Linked DNA regions of Oryctolagus cuniculus: region 2 is linked to region 1. A link is a contact called in public Hi-C data. All regions are on one chromosome and are shown on one strand. Each heading gives the region's core, a stretch centred on a gene start, on an enhancer-like site or on the middle of the called end of the contact. The rest is flanking DNA. Distances are from core to core; before and after follow the strand shown.

Region 1 (4,232 bases), core at 818-3,317:
GGGAGGCACTGAAGTGTGTTGTGCCCCCTGTGGCCTAGCCGGCTAAACTAAGGGGTGTGGACTTGACCCTGGAGGCTAAAGGGGTCCTAGAGGGAGTTTAAGAAGGGGAGCACACAACAGATTTGACTTCTTAAAAGACAGGTGTGTTAACAGTGTGGATGAGGCAGCTGACGGGGGGAGACTATAGAAGAGGGAAGAGGTGAAGTGGGTCGGGGGAAGCAGATTGAACTGCTGGCCAGGAAAGGACTGATTTGCGAGATGTAAGAAGGTAAATCAACTCTGACTCACTGTGCTTCTGAGGCTTCTCCACATGGAGAAGATTAGGTTGGTGTGACAGGTTCCATTTGGACATGATGAATTCAAAATCCATACGGGCCATCCTCAGGTGCCTAAGAAACTGATGGATCTGTCTGTCTGTCTGTCTGTCTATGTATCTATCTATCCATCCATCCATCCACTTATCTATTTATCTAATGTTTCTTTCTGCCCATCCATCCGTCTGTCCATCCGTCCATCCATCTGTCCTTCCACCCATCCATCTAGAGGAGTGATAGTTTTGGGAATTGTCAGTGTATCCCTGGACTCCAAAGACTCAAGGGCAGATGGACTTGCCAAGCAATAGGATGGGGACTGAGAGCAGAACCCTGGGTAAATCTGGCATTCCATGAGATAGACTTGCTCATAGGGAACACGCCTCTGTCCTCTGAGGGCAAACGCGTGTTGGGTTGGTTGTGGCTGAGAGCATGAGTGAACACATCCCAGTTAATCAGCATGCCCAGGCTGAGTCCTCTGCAGTGCTAAAGCCATTAGGGGAAAACGAGGCCAAGAAGACAGGAGCACATGTGACACGCTAACCATGAGCAGCACTTTGCTTGTTTGTTCGCCTGACAGGTAATGACGTAACTGGTGTGTGGTGGCCAGGAGGCAGCTGGCTCCGAGTGCAAGGCTAGGGTGGAGCAGGGCAGGGCAAGGAGCTGCTTGGTACTTACACGTTGAGAGGCTGCCAGGCTGGCCACTGGGCTTTGGCTTTGATGACGGTGAGGACCTCATCACTCTGCAAAAAAGGACCACAGGTACTTAGTGGACAGAGCTGCAGAGCTGGGCTCAGGGGAACAAGGAAGTTTCGACACAATGAGCCTGACCTCCCCCCAACCCCCCCAACCTCTCCTCTGCTGTTGAGGCTCTGTCTGCCACCTTGCCTTGGGATGCAGGAACCCTGAAGCCTCAGCAACACCAGGAGGTAGGACTGAGGGTCCAGTGTGCCTGGAGCATCCTGAACATTGACAAGCCACCGAGTCTCACCTCTGGTTTCCAGCTCAGCCCATCCCTTCCCTACGCGCACCAGAGCTATGACCCGGGTTCTGCCACAGTTGGCCAGAATTTCACACCATGTGCAGCCAGGCAGGCCAAGCCATGTGCTTTGTGTCCAGCTGAGTCAGCAGGAACTGCAAAGCACCCAACATCTGACCCCGAGGACTGCCCCCGGCCTCCCCGCTGTTCAGTCCCCTCCGTAGGTTGAGGAGGACATGAGAACGAAGCCCAGGGCTCACAGCTCCAGCTCCCCTCACACATCCTGCCCTGGGTGGCTTTGGAGCACATGGAGCGCCATTAAAGTCACTGTTCTGAAGACCCTTCCGATGACTCCTACTTTGAAGGAAAGCATTAGGTGGCCGTGATGGGGGGCAAAACTCAGAACTTGGTGGATGTCGCTCAACTTCACTTTGAGGTTTGGCTGGGTGTCCTGGTTCAACTCCACACGGGGCTGAGAGGTGTCCTAATCATTTCAAGCAAGGCTCCGGGCTGGCAAAGGCCCAGTTTCAGTGCTGGCCCTGATTCTCCCCTACCCTGGCCTGAGCCAGCAGTGCCCAGCCACCATTGTCCGTTAGGCAGAGAAAAATCCAGAATGTCACCAGCTGGGGAAGGAAGAGCCTTGTTGCCAACTGAACAGATCCCCGAGTTCCAGCGGGTAGAGGCTTTGGCTGGTTTGCAGCTATGACCCTCTCCTTAGGGTTGTGCCTGGCAGTAGGTGCCTAGAACATATTTGGAATGGATTGATGAACTTTTCCTCAGTTGGGTACCTTGCCCAGAAAACCACACAGTCCTTAAGGAAATTGGAAGAAAAGGGCCAGAGGCCTCCCGACTTGGGCTCAAGGACGATCAAAGCCTTCTGGTCCAGAGTCTCACTGCCCTGCAGGGGAGCAGTCACTGGGTGCTGGGCCTCAGAGAAGGGGGCTCTGCCAGCTCCAGCTTGTGCTGGCTGCTGTGATGGTCCTAGGGGAGGGCAAAGGGCAGAAGCCGGGCCCGCAGGGGCAAGCGAGCAGAGGCAGCCCCCTGAGGAAGCTGGAGGCCCTCTCCCAAGCTCACTCCCTGGGATGTCCGCTTTCGGTGGAAGGAAAGGCTCCTGGGATGCATAGATGCCCCTATGGTCTCCTGGTCCCAACTGAGCTGTTTCATTTCTCACGGGGGATTGATTTATTTGCTCTCACTCACTCCCAATAAATATCAGTTGGATGACTGAGAAGCTGTTTGCCACGAAGTCATACGTGGAGCAGGAACTATCTCCAGAAGGCCTGCCCCGCGTCTCCCGTGACCTTGACGTCCCACACCGAGCCCTTCATGTGACCCAAGACCTCCCCCTGCTCCAGCAGGCCCCCCGCCCTGGGTTACAAACACACAAACACGTGAACAGACGCAGAACGGCGCAGCTTCCTCCTCCTCCTCTGGACCCACCCCGGCTCACCCTGCGTGTAGTGGCTTCTTGCCTCCCCCCAACCCATCCTCAGCAACTGCAGATCTGCCCGGGTCTGCTCCCTGCCTAAACGCGCCCATGGCTCCCTGCAGTATCCACGGTAATATCCAAATTCCTCAGGAGTAGCCCGCACTCTCTAGCGCTGCTCTGCCGTCTTTGGTTTTTAATCCAGAATAATACACACTGACTGTAGGCAGTTTAACACCACAGACGCATGCAATCTACAGCATCTTGGACTTCAATTCCCACCTTGCCTTCTGTCTCCTTCTCCTTCCCTACAGACCTTTTACTCTGCTGTGCAACTGCCTGTGTGTGTGCACGCACATCACGTACAGCTCTCCACATTCACTACATCGTAATGGACACCCCGCTCTGCACCATGACCTTGGCAGTGCCCTTACTACCATACCTTCCTTCAGTACCCACTGCAGACAGTGCATCACAGCTCGCCCTTTTTACAATGCTTAAAGTGCTGGGGGGCCGGCGCTGTGGCCTAGCGGGTAAAGCTGCCACCTGCAGCACTGACATCCCATATGGGCACCATTCCAGTCCTGGCTGCTCCACTTCTGATCCAGTTCTCTGTTATGGCCTGGGAAAGCAGTGGAAGATGGCCCAGGTCTTTGGGCCCCTGCACCCACGTGGGAGACCCACAAGAAGCTCCTGGCTCCTGGCCAGCTCCTGGATCAGCGCGGCTTCAGCTGTTGCAGCCATCTGGAGAGTGAACCAGCAGATGGAGGACCTCTCTTTCTCTGAACCTCCTTCTCTGACTTTCAAATAAATAAATAAAAATCTTAAAAAAAAAAAAACTAAAGTGTGGGAGATCTTCTAATTGTGGCCAAGGGATTAAATGGTGTGGTTTGCATAAAGTGCGGACACACAGTAGGCGGCTGGCACAGAGTAGGTGCTCCACAAACACTAGTCATCATTTGGATGATGACTTACTTCCAGACCGAGGTGGTTTGGTGTTGGCTCGTGTCGCTTGAACACAGAAAGTGGGTGAGCAGTTGCAGCTCCAAGCCCACCATGCTGTAGGAGAACTCTCCACCCCTCATGTACAGCGGGGCCCCGAGTCTCAGGGAGCAAGTGATGGGAAGGGTATGTAGCTCCGGGGAGCTACAGATGGGGCCGCTGGGTATTTCACATTCTGAAGCACGAAGGAGTCCGATCCACAGTAAACAACCCACACATCAGACGTCAAGGAAAAGCTTTTCTTTTTCTTTTTCTTTCTTTCTTTTTTTTTTTTGACAGGCAGAGTTAGACAGTGAGAGAGACAGAGGGAAAGGTCTTCCTTCTGTTGGTTCATTCCCCAAATGGCCGCTACGGCCAGCGCACTGTGCCAATCTGAAGCCAGGAGCCAGGTGCCTCCTCCTGGTCTCCCGTGCAGGTGCAGGGCCCAAGCACTTGGGCCATCCTCCACTGCCCTCCTGGGCCACAGCAGAGAGCTGGCCTGGAAGAGGAGCAACCGGGACAGAATCTGGTGCCC
Region 2 (4,232 bases), core at 777-3,276, 300 kb after region 1:
GATTCTCAAGTGCTCATTAAGTCACCTCCTTGGGCTTATTTTAGACTTGATTGTTTGCTCTTTGGGACTAGAGCTTTGAGTTTCCCACTGTGTGTAGAATAACATGTCAACATGAAGTAGGTGTTCAGTAAATTTTTGTGAATTTAAACCTGGCATTCATTCATCAAACACATATTGATTAACAGGAAGGAGGTAATTCCAAGTAAAATAAGACCTAATTCCTGCCTGCGGGATGCTAGGCAGACAGAGAAAGCAGATATTTGTAAAACAAAGAATCATTTGTTTTAACTATCAGTGGGAACATAGCGGGAGAAGTGATTAATTTTGCCTTGGTAAAGGTAACGTTTGAAAATGTACTCAACAGGGCTGGAGTTGTGGTCTAGCTGGTAGAGTTGCAGCCTGCAAAGCCAGCATCCCATATTGGTGCCAGTTTGTATCCCAGCTGCTTTGCTTCTGTTCCAGCTCCCTGATACCAGCCCAAATATCTGAGTTCCTGCCACCTTCATGGGAGACTTTGGTGAAGCTCCTGGCTTTGGCGTGGCCCAGCCCTGGGCAGCAATTTGGGGAGTGAACCAGCAGACGGAATCTCTCTCTCTCTCTCTCTCTGTAACCTGCCTTTCAAATAAATTAAATTTTTTTTTAGAAAAGAAAATGTACTCAACACCTTCTAGAAAGACAAATGAGACCTTGGTCACTGGACAAGAGGACTGGGTTGTATAGGCAGGGAAACAGCGAGTGCCAAGGTACTGAGGTGTGGAGAGGCAGGATGTGTCCTGGGTAATAGGATGGTCTTTTCAGTGGCCCTGTATGAAGATGGGCTATGGTCTTGTGGGAGTCTGGGGCAGGGGCGCATGATGGGAAGCATGTACAATGGTCCAGAGCAGAGCCATACACGGGCTGACGCCAGAGAAGGAGGGCTCGATGGGAGGAGTGTTTTGGAGGCAGGTGAAGAGGATGCGGTGCGTGGCACCGTGCAGGAGAGGAGGAGCAAGTCAGGCATGGCTCTGCACATTCTTACCTGGGCCACGGGGTGCTCCATGGTGGGGTAGTTATCTGAGCTGATGAATTGAGGAAGAGCAGCCGCCCGGCAGGTGGAAATGGGGGTGTGAGATGATATATATTCAGTCGTGGATATGCCACAATCGAGGAGTGTTTCAAGGAGGGCATGCCTAGAGGGCAGTCAAAGGTAACGGGTTCCCAGCTCAGGAGGCAGCAGGCAAGGCGCGGTGCCCCAACCCTCACTTTAAGATACTCTCAAAACAGAGCTGTCCTATGTGGCCTCTTCTCAGCTCTGTGCTCTGATTTCCAGACCAACAGATGAATTTGATGAGTTGCCCCCTTGCTAGCATGCTAATAGAGGTAGAATCATTTGAGTGAGCTGCTGGCCTCACCAGGCGGCACGTGGGCGTTCACAGTGGGGTCAGGGAGTGGGAAGTTGCCTGTGGTGGGGGAGGGGGAGCTTTGAGGCTTGGTGGCCCAGCTTCTGTGCTTGTGCTTCAGGCTGGACCTGGAGGGAAGCAGTGAGGGAGGGCAGTGGAAGGGGAAATGGACCCATGCCCCTCCTGACGCCTTGAGGAAGGGAAGGGGGAAGAGGAAAGGAGGACCGGAAGTGAGGAAGAAGAATGTGTATTTAGTGCACAAAGGAATATGGCAGAGTAGCAGAGCAACAGTGGGGGGAAGTGTGCTCCGTCCTATGGCCCTAGCGAAGTGCCCTGTGCCCTCATGTGCCCCAGGTTCAACCCCTCTCTTGGGCTGGAACACACAGCTACTGAAGTGTCAGGTTCACCCATGAAGTGCGGCTTGAAATAAGCTGACTTCCAACTGGGACTTCAAATACACAGCCCGAAGAGAAGATCTGGAACACAATTCAGCCCCCGACCTAATTTTTCGTAGAAAGCTGGAACCAAACCTATGGGTGTGAGCAGGTTTCAGAGGGAGTCAGAGGAAAACGTGTCTCCATTCATCAGATCATGCCGACGCTGAGTGTGCCGAGTCCTTTCCAGGGCCCCTGAAGGGCAGGAAGCTGTCCATTTTCCCACAAAGGGTTTGCAATTATCACAGCTGACAGCTCATATTGTGCCTACCTCGGGCCAGGCTGTGGTCTAAATGCGTCACACCTACTGGGTTCTCTCATCCTCACAACCACCCACGAGCTAGCTGGATGCTTCTGCTACCCCCACTTTGCAGATGAGTACACGGAGGGAGGCATAGACCACCTAGGCGACTTGCTTGCCCAAAGTCACCACCTGTTTGAGAGGCAGTAATCTAGATCTACAAGAGACGCTTTGGTGCCGATGAAGGACGAAGACAGATGGGCTCTGGGCTCCCCCACCATGTCCCAGAGTGAGAAATCCTCATGGGCTAGAGTTGTCCAAGGGCTCCGTGGGCCATGACGGATGGGTAGGATCTGGCCTAAGGAGGGGGAAAGGCACCGCAAGTAGCCAGGACTGGGGGGCTGTGCAACAGCGGTGGAGTGGTGGGAGCCACCTGGGCTGCAGCAGCGGAATCCTGGGCAAGGTGTTGGGGCAGGGGCAGAGCTGCAAGGAGCCTGCGGCGTTGGACTCCTCTCAAGAAGCTTTAAATGTGAAATGCACTTTCGTTCTCGGCCCAGTGCGTTTTAATGTCACGGCACAGGAGCCAGACTTTGGAGTGCATTCATTCAGCAGGCTCCATTAACTCATTAAACTTACATTTCACTTTTGTCTCTGTTCCCACCTTCTCCTTAACAGGACCTGGCATCTCAGATGCCGACCTTTGAGAAAGATTCTCATGCAGATCGGCAGTCCCCTTCCTTATCCTTGAAAATACAGCTCACGTGGCGCTTCCGCGATGGCTCTGCTCTCTGCCCCGGGCGGGGATGTCACTCCCGCCAGCGTCAGCCGCTTTGTGCACAACCTTGAGGCATTTACCACATGAGATCACCATCCATGAAGGCATTGTGCTGTCTCACAGGAGACCCAGAGTCCTTAAACGCTGCAATGGTTTGAGTCCCTTGTGCCTTTGACAGTGCCTGGCATGGAGCAGATGCTGAGTGTCTGCTGAGGAATGCAGAGGTGAACTGAAGAAATGTAAAGAATCATCTGGTGCCAGCCTTTAGCCCCTTGTGCGTCCTTTTATAAAACCAGCATAGCTCCCCTCACTTGGTTGTGATTTCGGTAGCCTATTTTTTAAATTACCTTCCTAGGGTTCATCACAATCGGTAATTATTTTATGGGCTTGTCTGCTCCTTTATTGTCTCCCTTCCTCGAGACAGTGGAAGCCCCAGGGAAGCATGCGCTGTCTTGTTCATTGCCCCATCTTCAGCTCCTTGCACTGCAGAGCCTGTGGTAAATGCCCACCAGCTGTTAGCAGACTGCAGGACTGAGTGTCACATGTCTCGTTAATTGTCCACATTCCTTTTGGATCCTTTAAGTGAGAGGACGCTCACCCAATCCTTCTCTTTCTTTCAGATAACTCTAATTGCTACCCAGATTTTTTTTTTTTACCTCTCCCTCTGTAGGGTCCTTACATAACAAGCCTAACTGTCTTACAAAGAGCAGCCTGTTGTGATTTGAAAATACGTCCACAAACTCTGTAACTCTCCCCTTCAAGAGGTAGAGCCTAATTCTCCCCTCGTGCTCAGGAACTTGCCCCACACTCAGGAACTTGCTTCCTTCTAATGACTGGAATAATACAGAAAATGCAGAGACAAAGTCTGCCAAGCCCTGTAACTTCCTCCAGACCCTCTTAGATGGCTTTGCCCTGCCAATCCCAGCTGCCATGGCCTGAGGTCACTCAGTGCAGCCCTGGGGAGAGACCCAGGTAACATCTTGGAAGTGAATCCTCCAGGGCAGACACGCCTGCCGCCCCTGCACTGCGCCAGCAGCCATGAGAGCTAGAGCCTCCCAGTCCAACGACCTCTGAATTCCTGACCTGCAGAAACCGAGAGGAGATATAGCAAAGAGAGTAAATAGTGATTATTTTAAGCCACTAAGTTTTGGCAAAATGTGCTATGCAGCAACAGAGACCCGGCACACAGTTCCTCACCTATTTCCAGAGAATTGCCACACGGCACTGCTTCTCCTCATTCCAGGTCAGACATGGTTTCTGGATCCCTCAGCCTCTGTCTCTCTCTGAGGGCCATGCAGCAGCTTGTCATCAACCCTGAAAAGGGCCAGCACCCAGAGCAGAGGACGGATCAAAGTCACCGCTGCACTAGCCCAGCAAGGAAGAGGCTCAATTTTCCCCTTCTA

What was found. A called contact is a pair of places that touch in the nucleus more often than the background predicts.
Region 2: a Hi-C map of skin fibroblasts shows a contact between it and region 1, with 4 times the contacts expected there. The contact joins two enhancer-like sites. A contact is called at or near these places in 5 of 6 Hi-C or Micro-C datasets (ear pinna, embryonic fibroblasts, psoas muscle and 2 more).

The regions. Positions count from the first base shown.
Region 1 is chr1:51,993,979-51,998,210 of mOryCun1.1, forward strand. SPON1 (spondin 1) reads right to left here. Exons shown (of 16, transcript XM_002708823.5): 7 at 990-1,054. Among named protein-coding and RNA genes, the nearest start is that of RRAS2, 120 kb to the left of the region's middle. Within about 2 kb of position 2,068, at least 1 of the 8 cell types and tissues checked has an H3K27ac peak or open chromatin away from gene starts, as enhancers often do.
Region 2 is chr1:52,297,970-52,302,201 of mOryCun1.1, forward strand. No RefSeq gene overlaps it. Among named protein-coding and RNA genes, the nearest start is that of SPON1, 8.2 kb to the left of the region's middle. Within about 2 kb of position 2,027, at least 1 of the 8 cell types and tissues checked has an H3K27ac peak or open chromatin away from gene starts, as enhancers often do.